Regions from separate parts of the Hordeum vulgare genome. Here region 1 is linked to region 2. Evidence: chromatin contacts called from public Hi-C data. All regions are on one chromosome and are shown on one strand. Each heading gives the region's core, a stretch centred on a gene start, on an enhancer-like site or on the middle of the called end of the contact. The rest is flanking DNA. Distances are from core to core; before and after follow the strand shown. Region 1 holds the start of LOC123407660 (replication termination factor 2). Region 2 has its middle 21 kb from the start of LOC123410349.

Evidence for each region. A called contact is a pair of places that touch in the nucleus more often than the background predicts.
Region 1: a Hi-C map of leaf shows a contact between it and region 2, with 2.6 times the contacts expected there. The contact joins the promoter of LOC123407660 here to the enhancer-like site in region 2. A contact is called at or near these places in 3 of 6 Hi-C or Micro-C datasets (leaf and seedling).

Annotation. Positions count from the first base shown.
Region 1 is chr7H:58,689,282-58,691,981 of MorexV3_pseudomolecules_assembly, forward strand. LOC123407660 (replication termination factor 2) reads right to left here and starts at 1,411. Exons shown (of 1, transcript XM_045100845.1): 1 at 1-1,411. The coding sequence starts at 1,262. The coding sequence ends at 225.
Region 2 is chr7H:58,570,475-58,573,174 of MorexV3_pseudomolecules_assembly, forward strand. No RefSeq gene overlaps it. Among protein-coding and RNA genes, the nearest start is that of LOC123410349, 21 kb to the right of the region's middle. Within about 2 kb of position 1,282, at least 1 of the 3 cell types and tissues checked has open chromatin away from gene starts, as enhancers often do. A contact at or near this core is called in leaf, where this site is marked.

The DNA.
Region 1 (2,700 bases), core at 161-2,660, 120 kb after region 2:
AGAGAAGACTGGACCAAATGATATGTGCCAAATGTTTCAACCATTACATATTTCACAAATCATTTATAAAAACATATAGCTTCTCTGTGAGTGAACAAGCATAGATAACACCAACAACTAAAACAAGAATACTGGAACTTATGGGCAAGCCATGGTATGAAGCTAATCGCTGAATCAGTACAGGAGGTTCACCTCCATGCCATTGGAATCTCCCCAACATCGATTTAATTCCTTCCCAGGGGGAGTGACCGGCATGAGTATGTTTCCCTGAAATCAGACTTGTTGGAGGAAGTGAAAATTGATGCATACACTTTCTTGTTTGCATGAGCCGGTGCATGATCTGCAGCCTTAAACCGCTTTGCTGGGGCAGCCTCCCCTTTCTTCCCATTCTCCAACTTCTCAGCGTCTGCAACCGCAGAAGCAGCAGCAGCATGCTTACTCCCACTGAGCCCATTCGACAGCTTCTTATCCTTCTTCTCCTTCAGCTTCCCTCTCTCCTCCTCCATCCTCTGCCTCAGCACTTCCACCTCCTCCTCGGTCCCATTGATGGGCATCTTGTCCACCTCAACGAACTCCTTATGGCAGACCAAACACGAGGACGACTTCACCTCCTTGAGAGCCTTCACGCTCAGCACGTGGCCGCATCCACGGAGGGCAAGGAACTGGGACTTGCCGTTGAACTCAAACCCGGTGACCGGGCACTGGAAACGGACCTCCTGGTCCGCCGCGTTGGGCTTGGGGTGCAGGTGGATGGGGATCATGTCCTTGAGCCCGCGGATGTGCGAGAGCGCCTTGGGCAGGCGCTTGTGGATGAGCGCCTCGACGAGGGCCTCCTTGTTGAACAGGTTGCCCAGCCGATCCACGACGGCGGGCGGGGCAAGGGGCTCCCCCGAGAGCGCGCAGCAGGTGAAGCGGGAGAGGCGGGCCTCGTTGGGGTCGGCCTTGTCGGGCTTCTTCGCGAGGTACATGGAGAGGTAGCAGTCGCGGGACTCGGCGCAGGTGGACCCGCCATCGCCGCCCCCGCCGCGGAGCGCGCGGAGGCGGAGCTGGAGCGAGCCGGACGCCGCGAGGGAGGCGACGGGCGCGGAGGGCGCGAGCGGGCGGCCGTCGGTGGTGAGGTAGAAGGAGGAAGTGGGGAGGGGGAGGAAGCTGAGGAGGTCGGAGACGGGGAGGTGGGACGCGACGGTGAGGTACCGCGACGGAAGGGACAGGTCGTCGAGGCGGAGGACCACGGCCCGGGTCGCGCCGGCGGCGGGCGCCATGGCTGGTGCGAGGCTAGGGCTAGAGCTAGGGTTTCGATGCGCCGGATTCGGGAGCGGAGGTGGCTAACGGAGACAATGGGGAATCGGGATTGGTTCCGTGCGGGTGGCTCCTACTCCTATGGGAAAGCTGGACGCGGAGGGACATCGAGAGACGTCAACTCTGACGTCTCTAGTCTGTACCGAGTACCGACGGTGAGGAGGTTCGGCACGCGGAGTGTGCTCGGTTTGCCTGGGGCCTTGGGTTGGGAGTTTTGGACTGAGCTCGACTCGGGCGGGCTCAGTTGATGCTCACTGCGTTTACTGGCCCGATCCCCTCAAAAAACAAATGCTGGCCCGATCAAGCTGAATCTGGGTTGGGCCAGCCAATTAGCAAGCTACCTGCTATAGCGAGGATCCTCTCTCTCCCGTGCGCGGGCGTGCGTCTCTATGTCTCGCCTTCGGCATTTCCTATTTGACGCCACACGCGTTAGTTCACGTGTATTTTTGTTAACCGACGCCTGTGACATTTGTAAATGGGCTGACCCATTTAAGCATCGGTTGACGGTTTATTTTTTTGTGATTTTTCACATGGGCTCGCGGTGTATCATAATGGGCCGGCCTAGTTGAACGCACCATGTGCAATGGCGCATCTGTTTGCTGCAAAAGCGGCAAATAGGAGCTTTCAATTAGCTAGCAACCTGCTATAGCGAGGATCCTGTCTCTCTCCCGTGTGTGGGCGTGCGTCTCTATGTCTCGCCTTCGGCATTTTCTATTTGACGCCACATCCGTTAGTTAAGATGCATTTTTGTTAACTGACGCCTGTGACGTTTGTAAAAGGGTCGACCCATTTAGTCATCGGTTGACGGTTTATTTTCTAATTCTGTGAACTTTTTTTAATGTCATTAAAAAGATCAACGGATATTTTTAAGATTGATGAACTTTTCTCTGAAAATCGATGAACCTTTTCTAAAATATTAAAATTCTATGAACTTTTATGAATATCAATGAACTTTTTTGAAATTTGATGAACATCTTTTTGAAAATGGATGATTTTTTATCAAAATTGATGGACTTTTTAAAGATTTATGAACTTTTTTTCAGTTCAATGAACTTTTTCTAAAAATACATGAAATTTTTTGAATTTCTATGATTTTTTTCAAATTTGATGAAGTTTCTAAAAAATTAATGACTTTTCCCAAATTTGATGAACTTTTTTAAAAAACTGATTAATTTTTTTCAGAATTGATGAACCTTTTTTAAAGAAATGAAGTTTTTTGAAATGAATGGACCTTTCTTTAAATCTGTAAACCTTTTTTGATTTCATATTTTTATTTTGGTAAAAAATAGAAAATTTGTGCATTTTTTCCTACTGGATCAACGGAAAAAAAACAGATCGAAAAACTGAACAGCATGCTAGTGGGCTGGTCCATGCGAGCGACATTGCACGCGCTGGATTGTT
Region 2 (2,700 bases), core at 32-2,531:
TTGTGGGTTGTCCCAAGTGGTTGCTGCGTTTCTAACTTATGTGCTACGTCTCTGGTTCGAATCCGTTCTTGGCCTCCTTTTTTCCAATTATTAACAGAATAAGAGAATAAAAGCATCTGGGCGAGTCCAAATTACGACTGAGGGGTATGCGCTGTAGCGCTAAATAAGATTCGCCCATCTCGCAATAGGCGAGACATGGCCGTGGTACCACAAATGGTGCATTAGGGATATTTTTCCAACCCTTAAGCAGACCAGGCCGCACTCCCCCACAAGGCCACAACTTTCCCTTTGTTTTCCACGCCCTCTCATAACAATCGATCTCTTCATTACGCGTGCGTGATACAGAACATCCCGCCCGCTTCCGACCTCCCGCATCCACGCCTGTTCGTTCGCCTATCCGTTTTTGCCCACACGCACTCGGCTTACCGCCTTTCCCACACCCACGATTGGTAAGTTTGACACTTCATTGCGACTTCCTATAGGGTGACTTATATGTCGCGTTTCTAAATATAAGTCCTTTAACGATTTTACTAGAGACTACATACAACGAAAAATGAATGAATCTATATATATATATATATGTAAAATGTTTGGGGCACCTAGGTGTCTGGGCACCTAGGTCACTTATGGCAAGTCATATTTATTAGTGCATGTCATCCAATCGACAAAAATAATGTCTTTCCATATTTTGTTTGCATGTACAAATATATTAAATGGTGTTTGCTTTCCAAAACAAAAATAGTCTGAACATTTATACATTAGTTCATATATGTGTACATGTATCTGACATTTCCACATAGACCGTGATACGTGTTACTGGGTATTATATTAAACGAAAATATGTATGTGTCGGTGTTATACCCAATAAACATATACACATAAATATCATACATTTTAATAAATATGTTTTGGTGTTATACTCAATGAAAATAAACTAGTCTGCATATTTATAGAGTTTATTATGCATCCTGGGTGAATAGAGTTTATTCGTCACCAAAACATATTTACTGGGTATTATATTCACATGAATAAAGTTTATTATGCATCCTGCGTGAAGAATAAACTAGTCTGCATCCTGGGTGACGAATAACGCGATTCTATATATATATATATATATATATATATATATATATATATATATATATATATATTACGTGGTGGAATTTAGAAAAAAGAATATTTAAAAACGGAAGGACTAGTTGGCTCGCTCAGTTGGCAGGCCTATTAAGAATGAACGCTCGCTCGATCACTCCAGCAATAGGCAGGTTTGCTCGCTAGTAGATTCTACGGGAGCTCCTACCTAAGCTCCTATCTATCGCTCTTTATGCGAGGGAGTTCTCGTACGCGCAGGGGGGGTCGTCCGACTAAGCCGGCTTAGTTTTTTTGCTCTCACAAAAATCTGATAACTATTTTTCTTCTTCTTTTCTGTTTCTTTTCATCCATTTCTTGTTATTTCCTTTCTTTTTTAAATTTTTGATTCGTTCTTTCTACCTTTTTCATTTTTTTCATTTTTTATGAAAGCGAACAAATGTTGATTTTTCATCATTTTTTGAAAACATGATTTTAGAAAATGGAGAACAAATTTAAAAGCGCAAACAAATTTTCAAAGGATGAACATTTTTAAAATCTTGAGAATAAATTTAAAAACCGAGAATTTTTTTAAAAATCATGAACAAAATTGGAAGTGTGAACAATTTTGTAAAGAACGAATAATTTTTTGAATCTTGAAAACAGAATTTTTAAACGGAGAATAAAGTAGTAATTTCATAACACCCTTAAAAACAATATTTCTTTTAATTTGTTCAACATCGTAATAACAATAGACCTCCTTGGCATGAGAAGATAATATTTCATTATCATTAAACACACATTGGTAGGGAAGGTATTTTTTAGTTTCTTCAGAACAACAAGTAAAATCATGTATTTCGCATAAATTTCAAACATAGTAACACAAAGTATTTATTTGATGCCACAAGAGTTTCCCTTTTAAGATAAGAGGTGCCGCACATAATAAGGATGCTCATTTAATGATTTTTCCTCAACTAAGCTAGTTGGGTTTTCAGCACGAGCACAAAGGGATCGAAGATGATCCAAGTAATAAGCTTCTATACTGGGAAACATTTTGGGTAGTTCCCCAACCACTCGGTTAGTAAGTATATCTATTTTTTGATATTTTGCATTTCCTACCCATAACTAAAGATAGAAAACAACTTACAACATAACATAAAAATTACATAGTGATCAAGAAAACAAGCACATACAAGAATATCAACCGCTACACGATTGCTCCCCGGCATCGGCGTCGGAAAAGGTCTTGATAACCCACTACTGTAGGAGATAGTTTGTAGCCTTTTTTTAATAAGTAAGAGTGTCGAACCCAACGAGGAGTTACAGGTAGAACAATAGGACTATCGACCACCGATACAACTCTACGCACTCTAACGCTTACTTTACCTAGAACAAGTATGAAAGTATTTTGCAGAAAGGAAACTAGATGCACTTAGTAGGTGTAATAGATAGTTTTGCAAGAAAATAAAAGCAAGTAAATAAAAATCAGGGGCTGTTTAGATAAATATTAAGTCAGTTATTTGATTCGTAGAAGGTTTTTTGTAACGCAAGAGAAAGATTGACCATATGCAATTGAATATAACATGATAGATATTTATCATATGCAATGAGGGAGAGGCATACGCTAACACA